Linked DNA regions of Oryctolagus cuniculus: region 1 is linked to region 2. A link is a contact called in public Micro-C data. All regions are on one chromosome and are shown on one strand. The core of a region is the stretch at or near the end of the contact, and the rest is flanking DNA. Distances in the headings are between cores, read along the strand shown. Region 1 overlaps ADAMTS7 (ADAM metallopeptidase with thrombospondin type 1 motif 7). Region 2 holds the start of ADAMTS7 (ADAM metallopeptidase with thrombospondin type 1 motif 7).

Evidence for each region. A called contact is a pair of places that touch in the nucleus more often than the background predicts.
Region 1: a Micro-C map of ear pinna shows a contact between it and region 2, with 4 times the contacts expected there. The contact joins the enhancer-like site here to the promoter of ADAMTS7 in region 2. A contact is called at or near these places in 3 of 6 Hi-C or Micro-C datasets (ear pinna, skin fibroblasts and an unstated tissue).

What each region holds. Positions count from the first base shown.
Region 1 is chr12:105,921,082-105,927,419 of mOryCun1.1, reverse strand. ADAMTS7 (ADAM metallopeptidase with thrombospondin type 1 motif 7) reads right to left here. Exons shown (of 23, transcript XM_051834567.2): 21 at 6,323-6,338; 22 at 5,791-5,953; 23 at 3,079-3,449. The coding sequence ends at 3,292. TBC1D2B (TBC1 domain family member 2B) reads left to right here. Exons shown (of 13, transcript XM_051834568.2): 13 at 1-1,559. Among named protein-coding and RNA genes, the nearest start is that of ADAMTS7, 39 kb to the right of the region's middle. Within about 2 kb of position 3,854, at least 4 of the 8 cell types and tissues checked have an H3K27ac peak or open chromatin away from gene starts, as enhancers often do. A contact at or near this core is called in ear pinna, where this site is marked.
Region 2 is chr12:105,880,714-105,887,187 of mOryCun1.1, reverse strand. ADAMTS7 (ADAM metallopeptidase with thrombospondin type 1 motif 7) reads right to left here and starts at 2,254. Exons shown (of 23, transcript XM_051834567.2): 1 at 1,908-2,254. The coding sequence starts at 2,007.

The DNA of each region.
Region 1 (6,338 bases), core at 2,605-5,104, 39 kb before region 2:
CCGTGGAGCGGACAGGGAGCTTCTCTGGGGGCTCTGGGGGGCGGGGGGCAGCGCAGAGTGAGCCGTCTCAGACAGAGCCGGTGTGGGGTGGGGATGAGGGGCTGTCAGGGCCCAGGGCCGGGGGGCACTCTGGTGTCTCTGGGGACGCCGGCTCTGCGAGCCAGAGCGCGTGGCTGTGGTGGCGGAGTGTGTGCAGCCGTGTGCAGGGGGCACCATCCTGGTGCAGCCTCCCTGTGGTGTTTGGTGTGGGACACACTTGTCTGAGCTCCGCCCACCTGTCTTCAGTGCTTTTTTTTTTTTTCTGTGTAGAGAGAGCTGGTCTCTAACAAGCCAAAAGCCATGGTTCCTTCTCAGGAATCAGAAGTGGGGTTCCTCGTGCTCTTCTGTTGGCTGCTGTCCGAGGCCCAGCTGCTTTGGGAGGTGACCCTGCGATGCGGGCCTGGCTGTCTCGCTGCTGGGACCACACGCTGGGGGCCCCTGGCCGCCCCCATTGCCCTGGGGCGACACGATGGCTGTCACCATGGGGAGGGTGGGGGTGGGCCCAGCGCATCAGCTGCCGTCCTGGGGTCCACTCGCGGCCCTGAAGGATCTTACGAGCGAGCACTACCGCTGGGGCGGTGAGACTGGAGCCCCAAGCAGCAGGTTTGTGGGACAGCAGGGAAGACCTGGAGGAGACGCCCTGGGGCCTGCAGGGAGCCTTCCTGCACCAGCGCCTGGAGTCCTGGGAGCCCTGGGCCTGGCCCACTCTGGGGGCGGGACGAGCTGACTCCTCCTCCCGGAGCTGCAGGCCCCAGGGTTTGCAGCCAGCACTACCCACCCCCCCCGCCCCTCGAGGGCCCCTGAGGTCCCCCTACCTCCGCCAGCGCCCTGGGTGGCAGCGGCTGCCTCACTGCTGTCATCTGGACCCGTGCCAACACCAGCCGTGGCCCTGCATGGGCGGCCTTGCCAGCTGTGCCTGGCGCCCCCGGGCAGGAAGCCCCAGGGTAGCCCCAGCCTGCTTGCCCTGTGCCCGTGCCGGCCAGCAGAGGCCCCCTCACCCTGTGGGGACGGCCAGCTCCTGCGACCACGGGGTTTTTATTGGCCCTGTTAGTACTTGTGTATATTTTCACTACAGTTTCTATTTTTATAGGCTATTTTATCAAGGTTTTTCTCTACCGTGCACATCTATTTTATATAGCAAGTCCTTACTGCACGGGTGTGTGAGGCCCGGGGCCCCCGCAGCCGCTTTGCCCGGTGCCACCGTTTCCCGCGGGCCTGCCAGACTTCCTGCGCGAGGCCCCGCTCGCCCCAGCCCGGCGCTGCGGGAAGCCGTTCTGGTGTCTCTACATTGTGTGGACAGAGGAAGTCAGGGAAACACGAGGCCAAACGCCTGTGTCATCACCCCCACACCCTGCGCGGCGCTGCCTCCGGCCTGCCATGGGGCGTCCTCGCAGGGCAGGCTGGGGGGGTCGCTGCCCGGCCACTCTGTCCTTTCCCACGTGGCGGCCTCGCCGCTGATGCACACGTTACCTTTTGGAGCGGTGGTAACCACAGCAAGAATAAAATACTAATTTGTACAACGCCGCGCCTTGAGATGCCGTTGCGGTCACCTTGGGAGGGGCCTGGCCGTGCCGGGCGTCCCGCACTCTGGGTTTGCTCATGGGCCTTGGCAAGGGCTACCTTGGTCAGCGGTGGTGGCCCTGGGGGCTCAAGGGCCGTGGCGGGGAGTTGGGGTGCCTGTGTGTGCAGCAGCACCCCGCCCTCTGCCCCCAGGCCAGGCCCAGCCTGAGTCACAAGCCTGTTTGCCTCCTGCCGGGCTGCTGCTGGGGACACCCCAGCCGTCACTGGAAAAACAGGGATGATTAAGACCAAATGTCTTAGAGGGGTTGGGCAGGGCGGCTCCGGGAGCCCCAGACGGAGCAGGCCCGGCCCCACGGAGCCCCGGGGACACGGACTCGGTGTCTGGAGCTTCCTGAGATCCCACAGCACACGGCAACGGGCAGAGCTGGGACAAGGACCACAGGGCTCTGCCACCATGCCTGCCCTGCCCCGTGTGGGTCTGGAGCCCCCTAGGGGTCACTGCCAAAGGCAGTTTGCACTAAGCCCTGGAAAGCCCTTAACTCGGAGCGTGGTCCCCAGGGCCTCCTTGGGCCGGCCCTGCTGCCACTTCCCTGCCCGCGTGCTCAGCCCGCTCTCGCCAGCCCTCGGTGACTCGCCTTCCTGAGTGTCCCCAGACAGACCGCCTGCCTTCAAAGCCACCTGCAGGGGCTGCTCGGGCCCTCTCCTGCCCGGTCAGGGGCCCAAGGTGGTGCTCAAGGCCTGAGTTGGGCCTGTGTGTCCAGGGCATTTGCCCTTGGTCTCTGTCCTAGGGAGTGATTTCCAGCACCTGCCCTGGCTCCCCACCCCAAGGGTCCACAAGAGCAGGTGGGAGGCATCGCCTGTAGGTGTCTGAACCTCAGTGTCCCCCACTTGCAGAAAGGGCCTGGGGGGGGGGACTTGTGATCAAAGGGCCAAGTCCAAGGCCCTCCAGCTGGGGTGGGGGTGAGGGTGGGGCGGCAGTGCTAGGAGGCACCCCGCTCCCCGGACAGGCCACAAAGCACCTCACACGCGCCAGCTCCCTGCCGTGGGCACCACAGTCAGGTTCCCTGGCACGGAACTGCAGGAACGGGGAAGGAGGTGGGCACCGGGTGGGCAGTGGGGGAGGGGTTGCCCTGAGAGAACCACGCCCACCCCAGCCCCTCCCTGAGCACCAGGGAGATGGAAGAGGGGACAAGTGGGGACCAAGTTGGAAGGAGTTGATGGGTGCCACAGGGGACCAGGGTGCCCAGCTGGGGTCCTGCGCCCGGGGGTGGGGACTGTCCCCATGGTGACAGGATGGGCCTTGCTGCTTGGGGGCACCTGTGTCTGAATCCCCACGCAGGTCTCTCAGGACCCGGGAGTGGGGGGCCTGGGCCGTCTGGGGGCCTGAGCAGGAGGCACGAGGCCATCCATGTGGGTTAGGTGGGGGCGGAGCCTCCCTGCAGACCCGGCCTGGAGGTGAGAGGGGGCGGGGCACTTCCCGCTGAGGGTCCCCGGATCCACGCAGAAGCCACGCCGTGCTCCGGAACAGTAGGTGCTGATTTATGTAAATTATAACTGTTACACAAACTGTTAGAATAAAAAAATACCCTTTCTTGAGGGGATCCCCAGCCTGCCCACGCGGCGGGGTTAGCACCATTGGGCCGCGGGGCCGGGGCCGCCGCAGCCCTGCTGGGGCGCTGAGGTCCGTGCGTCATCGTTGTCATCGTCGGTCTGTGCGTCCAGTAGAGCGGGTCAGCGGCGAGCCACCCGCTGATGGCCTCGGGACGGGACGCCGCGGCCGGTGGGGGGACACGAGCGGCAGCACTGGGCGCGGATGGTGGGCAGCTGGCAGCGGCCCAGCAGGCGCAGGGTCTCGCAGAAACCAAAGGACAGGCGGTCCCGCTCGCAGCCTGGGGGCAGCGTGTGCCAGGTAGGTCAGAGCCCGCCTGCCTCAGCCCGTGCCCTCGTGCCGGAGACAGTGGGGCTCCCTGGGGTTTTGCCTGTGCTGTCCCAGCCCCCTGGAACCCCAGGGCCTGCAGGGGTCTCTCTGTCCCACCTGCTTTTGCCCTAATCTGGGGACGCCGGCTCAGGTCTGGAGGAAAGGGCCCGAGACCTCACCTCCGACCCCCTCAAATGCTTGTGAGAAGCCGAGACTGCCCGGGGTGGTGCCCCAACTCCATGTCCTTCCCCACTCACTCTTGGCAACCACTGAGGTCTTGCCAGTGGTGGCAGTGGGGCAGGGGGCAGAAAGGGCTCCTCTGACCCCCGCCACCCCCCTGTCCCAGTGCACCTGCCCTGCCTGGCCTCTGGGACCACCCCCGCAGGAGCAGTCTGGGGCAGACCAGAGCCGAGTCCACCGCCCAGAACGGCCCCCACTTCTCTGCTGGGTAGTGAAGCCCTGAGCGAGGGTGGGCCCGGGGCCATCCGGGGCTTCAGCGGAAACTGGGGCTGAGCATGGGCCCCCTGGGGAGGGAGGGCGGCTGCACGCAGCTTGGCTGGCCCTCGTGCCCCGTGTGATCAGAGCTATTTTGGGAAGTGGCTCGCCTCCAGCCTCCTGGCCTCACTCCCGGGGCTGCTGCCGCTGCTGACAACCCCCAGCTGCCTCCGGGACCTTCTTGCTGCCTGGATCTCTCAGGGGAGGAGGGGGCGGGAGGCCCCAGGCCTGGGACGTCCCCAGCTGGGCCGAGGGCACGAGGCGAGGTGGCACCTCCACCCGTGTGCACGCCTGCGCCCTGGCCCACGCGTGTGAAGAAGCTCCCGGGCCTCACTTCCCTTCCCAGTCCTTAACCCCCCAAAGCGGACGCCACCCTGGTAGGTTGGCCGCCTCGCCATGGTGACCACACACCCTGGAGTTTCCCGGCTTCCTGAACGTCCTCCCACAAAGTCCCATGAACCATCAAAACATCCTGGGAATTCCAGGTTCTCCCAGCTGCCCAACGCCCACACCCCATGGGTCCTCCAGCTGCAGCCCACCCCCAATGTGGGGCACCTTGCAAGCCCTGGGCCCCAGCTGCAGCCCACCCCCAACGCGGGGCACCTTGCAAGCCCTGGGCCCCAGTTCCTGCTCCCTTCCCCCAGCTGGTCCTCACCACCTGGGAGCATAACCCCCCCACGTCGCTGTTGGCCCTGAGACCACCCTGAGGGGCAGAGGGTCGGGGCCACTCAGCCCTGAGAGTGAGGCGTCGCCTGTACGTGCCTGAACCTCACCAAGTGTCTGAATCCCACACCAAGCTCGGGCCTGCCCAGCAGTATCAGCGATGCCGGCAGGATGAGTGCCCAGGGCGCTCCGGCGCAGGGCAGGTGGCCCTGAGTGTAGGGTGTGGGGCTGGGCAGCCATGCCTGCCAGGGACACGGGCAGTGGCCACTCCGGGCAGGAACACGGAGCCTTCCAGGTTGCAGGGAAGGCCGTGCTGGAACAGGGGACAAGGCAGACCCAGGCCGATGGCCACGGCCTCTGTCCTGGTGGTGGGCAGCACACAGCCCATAGATGCGGGAGCTTGCTCTTTGCGCACAAGTGCTGAACCGCTGGGTTCCCTCGGCTGGCACCCAGGCAGCCCTGAGCCCTCCCCCTGACCTTGACCTCCAAATGGGGAATGACAGCGGCTACCGTGGACGGAAGGGGCCACCTTATCCGAGCAGCTCCTGGGTGCCCTTTGCCCACAGAGCCCATGCATGCCAGGACTAGGGTGGCCAGTGCCTCCATGCAGGAAAGTGGGGGCCCGGTGAGGGAAATGAATTCAAGACCACAGCTGGCGAGCGCCCGGGGGGCCACCGGCTTCCTGTGCCTGGCACTGCTGGGCAGCTGGGCTGCAGGAAGGAAGTGTGTGTAGGGGTGGGGCCTCCATGGTCACCGTGGCTCGGACCCTGGCCGCAGGAGGACCCAGCTGGCCAGGAAGCCACAGTCTGCCAGAGGTGGGCGGGGCCCTGAGAGGGCGCGGTTGCCTCTGACCAGGCCAGAGCTGGGGTGGGGGCTTCCCCGGGGCCCAGCCTTCCAGCAGCCTCAGGCTGGACGCAGCAGCCTGCACAGCGGAGACCCCTCCCGACTCTGATCCCAGGCTCTGTCCCACTTCTGCCTGGCATCTCGCAGCTTCATAACCACTCATGAGCCTAGACCCAAAATGGAGCAGCCCACGTGTGATGGCCCCCCTCACCCCGCCCCTCCGGCCTCCGAGCCCCGCCTCCGCCATCCTCCACGCCACACCCCCTCCACGCCCCGCCCACCACAGCAGTGCCGGGTGCAGGGACACTCACGTGGAGGCTCGATGAGCTCGCAGTCCTCTGTGCCGCATGGCCGGGAGCTCTCGGGCCAGGCCTCGTGGCCACACTGGTCGCTGTCTTCTTCGCGCAGCCCCGTCTGGGTGTTGATGCACTTGACCAGGCGCCGCTGGACACCCCCGCCACAGGGGGCCGAGCACTGCACGGAGGCGGGGACAGCTGAGGTTCGCGGAGCTCCACTCCCACGCCTCACCGAGTCCACCCAGCCCACCTCGCCCAGGCTCAGCGCCCGGGACAAGGACACCAGCGCCAGCTCCTTGGAGACCCTGAACCTTCCAGCTCCGCCCCCTGCTGCCACCCTGGCCTTTGCCTGGCCGCCTGACCCACCCCGGTCTGCGGTTCCTGCCATGGGGCCGTGGCCTTGCCCGTGCTGTCCGCGTCACCCTCCTCCCTAGCACCACCGACCCCTCCTTCAGGCCCCAAACCAAAGCCCCACCCCACACTGGCAGGGCCGGAGCACAGCCCACCCGCAACGCCCCACCTGCTGCGCCCACAGCCCCCGGCTCACCTGGCCCCAGGGCCCC
Region 2 (6,474 bases), core at 1,005-3,504:
GCTCTGAATACCACCTCTGGGTGACAGCACTATCGTGTTGGAGCTGCTACCAGAAAAATGCCAACATGTTTATTTCCCCTATCAAGACCCTGAGTGACAGTCCAGCCCTTCAAATGACCCACAGCTCAGGCCACAAAGGAGAAACAACCAGGGGGGACGTATGAGCCATCCCCTGTGCCCCCTCCTATGCACAGAAAGACGTGCATGCCGGACTCATGCCTGCAATACAGCACGGGCGTAAGCCGTGCACACGGGGCTCACGTGCGCAATGCAGCATGGGATAAGGGCAGTACAGCCAGGTCCCAGCAAGTCCCTGGGTTTGTCAGATGTGGAGGAAAAAAAAATCGGGGCACATTTTTCCAAAAGTGACCCCAAGCCGCCCCCTTTGGCTTCAGAGATGGTAGCGTTCAGCGGGAAGAGCCGCAGGCGTAGGTCCTCAGCTCCAAGGAAAATAATAAAGAGGTCACTGGCCACGGGGTCAGGAATCATGAGTGACATCAGAATGCAGAGACCCGGTGCCACATATCTGTGGGGAGGGTGTGCCCAGATGAGGGAGGGGGTGGGGTGGGGGGAGTCCCTGGCCTGTCTCCACCCCCAACCAGCAGGATTCAACTCCGCCTCCTTACTCCCACGGGTCTAACAGCGGTCAGTAGTCCCTCCCCAAGCAGTAGACATTCAGTATCTCACCTGATCCTCCCCAGGCTCCTATGAGGTCCTGCCTCCTCCGGCCCCCTACCCCCATTCTCCTCACAGCTGCCAGGGGGCTGCACCCAAGTTCAGACCCAGGGGCAGTTCCCTGCTCCCTCGATGGCACCACCTGGCTCCCGGCTCACCAGTGCCTGCTCCGTGCAAGCAGCCCAGGAGCCCAACCCTAGGAATTCCCATAAAAGGGCTTCCCACCGCGTGCCTTGCGGGGTGGTTGGTGGTCATGATCAGCACGACTAAAGACTCTCAAATAAATGCCGGCTCCCTCTCCACCTCCTGTTTTGTCACCCCACTTCGTCACCAGCCAGTTCTCAATCTGGTGTTAGCGTCGTAGGCTCCTCCAGCCCGGGCGACTTCCAGACGCACAAGCCCGCGTGCACAGCGAGCTGGCCTAATCCCGGCCCCGGCTGATGCTGCCCCGGGGAGCCCGCGCCCGCTCCACACCCTTCCAGCCCCTGCGCGCCCCGGAGCCTCCTCCCCTACAAAGCCTTCCTACTGTCTCGCCATCCGATCCATCCCGCGAGGATCTTCCCAGGCCCGCTCCTCGGTTCTCCAGGAGCGCGGCCACACAGCGGGATCTGGACGCGCGCCAGGGGCTCGTCGGAGGCCGGCCGGCCCGCCGGGGCCGAGAGAGTTAACCCGGAGCCGGGCAAAGACGCCCCGGCCCCGCGCTCCACTCCCGGCGCCTTCGCTCTTGGGGGAGGGAGAGGCAGGAAGTGCAAGGGCGGCGCGAGACCCGGCCCCCCGCGCCGCCGAGGGCCCGGCCCGCAGCGTCGATGCGGTGGGCGGGGGCCGAGGCGCGACCGGGACCCGTGCGCCCCCTGCGCCCCGCGGCCCGGACAGCCCGCGCTCCGGACGACGCGCACGAAGAGGGCGCGGGGCGAAGCCGGTGCGGCTGACCCGCGCTCCGTCCAGTGCGCGCGGGACCCGAGAGGCGCGCGCGCTGCTGCACCCGCGGTGGCCGAGCAGCGGCCGGAGCAGCGGAAGAGGCTCCTTTCGGGCGACCGGCGGGGTCCACAGCGAGGTCGGGGTCTGCGCAGGGTTCCCCGGCGGGGTAGGTTCGCGCCCTGGCCCGCCCGACCCCACCCGGGTCCCTAAGCGCCAGGGCAGCGGGGATGCCCCCGGCTGCAGCCAGATCCGCAGGGGGGACGGGGGGCCACGCCGAGGCCGGGGTCGGGGGGCGAGGAGGGGCTGCCACTCACCTGGTGCGGGTCCGGGGGCGCCGCGCGCCAGGGCGCAGAGCAGCAGCAGGAGTGGGCGCAGCGGCGGCGCGGGGCTGCGGGGTCTCGGGCCGCCGGGCATGGCCGGGGCCAGGCGGCCGCCGGGCGACCCCGCGCGCGCGCTCTCGTCCGTCCCGTCCGGTGGCTGTCCGGTCCCGGGTTCGGCTCAGGACATGCCCGGCCCGACCGTAGCTCCCAGCGTCCCAGCCCCGACTCCGGCCCGGCGGGCGGCTGCGCTGGGTCCGTGGGCAACAAAGACTGCAAGGCCCGCCCCCTCCTCGGCCGGCTGCGGAGGCAAAGAAAAGACGAGAGAGCGAGATGGAGAGAAAGAAAGAAAGGGGGGGGAGCGCGGTGCCGGCCCTGCCCCGCCCCTCGGGCTCCTGACCCCGCCCCGCGCCTGCCTTCCCACCCCGCCCCGCCGGCCGCCCCCTGCTCCAGGGCGGGCCTCGGGGCGGGCGTGGGCAGCGCCCCCCGACGGACGTCCGACTGCCCAGCAGCCGAGGGCGCCCCCTGGCGGTAGAGCCGGGCAGGGCTTCCCGACACGGGAAGAATCTGGAATTTCTGCTTAGGGAGGGCGCTCTTTGGGGGTGCTCCCCACGCCAGCCAGGGACACAGGAGGCACCCTGAGGGTCCAAGGTCGCCCAGCGGGGCAGCAGAGGCGGCAGGGTCAGGAGGTAGATTCTGCTCCCAGGCCTGCGCGCTCCCCACAATTGCTGCCTGCGTCTAGCCCACAGCCCAGGGCAGGGGCCTCCTGAGAGCCTGGAGGCCGGCCAGCCCTCGCCTCACATCCCCGGCCAGACTCCGCCTCGAACACCGGCCATCTGTCCTTTGTGGCCCCAGCGCTGGCTCTGGCTTCCGCCTGAGGATCGCCCTCCCACCACCTCCCGCCTTCGCTGAACCCCGTGCACACGCATGCACACGGCCGCTCAGTGCAGCTAGCGTCTGCAAGGGGCACCTGCTCACTTTCGCCTCCCTCTGCACAGCGGAGCAGGCGCCACAGGCCACAGGCTCTGCAGTAGCCCCCACCAATCCCTCCCAGAATTTGCTTTGGGTGTCCCCCTCTTTCTGGGGCCTCCACGGCCCCCAACCCTCGATGTCAAACCGGTCTCATCTGCCTCCTGGTGGAGAGACTGATATCACCCCTCCAGAGAAGAGCTGTCCGCTCGGGCTCCACCCGCCCATCTGAGCCGTTTCTCCCTTCTCCGGGTTCTGCCCTCCTCGCCCTCTTGGTGTCACAGTCATAGTGCCCCCCCCCCAGCTGCCCAGTGACTTCCAGGTACACCTGCCTCCTCCCCCCTCCTCTGCTCGGTCCGCCTGGCACATCACCCACCGCCTCTGCCCCAGGGGTCTGCACGCCCAGCTGTGAACTCCAGGGCTGTGGAGAGGCCGGCTAGGAGAGGTGCTTTGAAAGTAGAATGCGGGCGTTCTACTTCTCCGCAGGGTAGAAATATTGGAGCTTTGACATCAGAATAAGAAACAGCCAGTAGGGGCCGGCGCGGTGGCAGGCGGGTAAAGCTGCCGGCTGGGGTGCCAGCATCCCATATGGGAGCCAGTTGCAGCCTAATGCCCACCCTGGGAGGCAGCAGAAGATGATCCAAGTGCTTGGGTCCCTGCTGCTGGCATGGGAGACCTGGGTGGAGCTCCTGGCTCCTGGCTCCAGGCTGGCCCAGCCCTGGCTGTCGTGGGCATTTCAGGAGTGAACCAGTGGATGGAAGACCTCTCTGTGCCAGTCTCTAATAAATAAATAGAAATTTCAGACAGAGCCAGTCATGTGAGGGTGAAAGGGAAAAGATGATCATGAACTCACAAGGTGTGATCCTGCAGGCCCAGCTACCGTGTCACCCCTTCCTAAACGTCTCTCTTGAGCTGTCTCGGAGCCCCCAGAGCCCCAAGGCCACAATCCCGCTAAGCCACTATGTTCCGCTAGGTCTGCCAGTCCCGCCACCCTGTGAGGTGCTAGATGCTGGTGATCCCAGCCCCCAGCACACACAGGAAACCCGAGAAACGCAGAGGGTCTGGGGCGGGGCCTGCACAGCCCTCCCCTTCCAATTCCACGTCCACCTCCCTTGCTCCTTTGGCAAGCTGCCCCGGCCAAACAGAGCGGAGCCTTCTGCAAAATGCAGCCCTTGAGCGTGCGCTTCCAAACCTTGAGTTGTGCTGGCTAACGCCAGTGCCACCTGCTTCTGTCTGTGTCCCCCATCCTGGCCTCCACGCTGTCCACACCCTGCTAAGCGCTCTTCACAGTTCTGTGGACGCTGAAAACAAATCTTTGAATGCCGCCTCTCCGGGAGCCTTTGCAGTCTCTTTGTGTTCCTCCGTGCACCTGCACCGTGCCCGTCTCCTGATGCTGATGAGCATTTAACTTCTTTCCCAAACCTCGCTGCTGCCGTCCACAAAGGGACATCTGTAGGTCCTTCGGTAGAACTGAGTCCTGTGTGGTGTTTCTGTCGCGAGCTTGCACGTTTGTCATTGAGAGATGGGCATTGCCAAATGCGTTGCATTATTTTTGGTGGGTCTCTTCCACCCTCATGAATTGCAAGAATTGCAAAATAATGGGAGAATGCTCAGTCAGGTTGCTGATTGCTATGCCAGGTGCCCAAAAATGTCCCCTCCTAAAACAACGCCGGGGACCCAGAGCCATCCGTCAGCTCACGGGTGGCCTCTCCTGCCTTCCTAGCTGCCACTTGGCGGTGGGAACGACTTGATGGAGGCGAATTGTAATGCTGAGTGAGCACAGTGCCTTGTGGGCCATCACCATGCCTTCCACGCAATTCTCCTCCCAACAGGACGTATTATTGGTATTATCTTCATTTTACAGATGGAGAAACTGAGGCAGGGAGAGGGGAAGTAGCTCACCTGGGTTCCCATATTTGGAAGTGCCTGATGCAGCACCTGCATCCCTAACCACTGCACAGCACCGCCTCCCTGGATGCCAGTGTGGGTTTCTATCTTCAGGGGGGTCTGTTTCTTCAAGGCCCCTCCTCTCTGGGCTCTGTCTGAGTCCGTCACACACAACCAGACGGGTGGGAGGGGGCCCCTCCCCTTCTCCAGGGACTTCTCAATGAACCACCTACTAAATGCTGGTTGCCCAGAGCCGTGGGGAGTTCCAAAGCGACTCTTGGTACTTCCTGGAGGAAGTATGCACTTCATCCCTAGCCCTCGAACCCCAGGGGGCTGGCTCCAGGAGGGAGACCCATCTGGGAGCCTGACCAAGGCTGGGCGTGCGTGCCCGGGCAGCCAGCCTCACCCAGCCTAGGCACAAATCTCACCACCCCTGGGTCTCTTCCCCCCCACCCCTGCCTCTGCAGCCTGGCTGTTGCCTTGGCTGTTTTCTTCTTTTGAATACTGTGTTTGTCTCTCCTTTTCATGCCATTGTTTTAGCAAAGAATGTTCCATATTCCCATGTCTGGAGATCATCTGAAAGCATTTTAGGCTTTTTCCATTGTATGCACCAAGTGTTTCAGAGCTCTTTCTGCCCCCATTTTTTGTCCTCTAACAACTTTTTCATGTGCTTTATTAACTTTCATAATGAAAATAGTTATTTCGACATTTGAAAACCAGAATCCTTGCTGGTAATAAGATGCTGGATAAGCTGAATTACATGGATCACTTTTTCTTCTGTTTTTTAAATCAATAAATGATTCCATGCCTTTATTTTTCCAACAAATACTTACTTGTGCTGCCTGCACTGGAGCTTAGAAGAGTAAAAACATCATGGACCTTATTATGAACTTGCCATTGCCAACATTTTAAATGAAGTCGGTTATGTAATTTGGGGCTTGGAAAGAATATTTTGAAGATGAAATCAGCATCAGAATCTATAGAGGGGAAAGTTCATGGGTGTGCCTGCGTGAACAGCAAAAACTTCTCTAAGTCATCAAACTCCATCAAGCCAATATCCAAAAAAAAAAAAAAATAATAATAATAGGAGACCTTAGAGAGATCAGAAAACACAGAGGGAAAGATTATTTGATAAATAAGAATCTTCTCAGAACAAAAGCACATGAATTTCTAGACGGCGAGGATTTGCTGGCGTGCAGCACCTGGATGGAAATGACCCACACCAAGAGTCAACGTCTTGATGCACCACAGACAATGCTGGAATATTAGAGAAAATTGCTTCCAGAGAACGAAGAGAAAATGGTGGCAAACTTTGCTCTGTGATTGGAATGGCACTAGAATTCTCCGCAGCAATGCTACGAACTAGATACCAACAAAGCAATGCCTTCCGGGCTCTGGGGGAATGGTTTTCAACGTAGAACTCATTTCCTACTCTCGGCCAAGTGTAAGGATGTAGAAAAAGGGCGCTGATGCTAAGACATGCAAGTTCTCAAGACCTTCACCTCCTCTGCACCCTTCCTGGGAAAGTCACTGCGGGATGAGCTCCACCAGGAAGAAGCAGCAAGCTCGGAGAGACAAGGTCACGGAATTGAGAAACAGGCGACCCAAAATACAAACGTAATGGAAGGGGTCCCCAAAGTGATAGCTAAGGAAAATTCTAAAATCACAACTGTTAAGAGGTCTGTGTCCAGATTGCATCAGGAAGTCA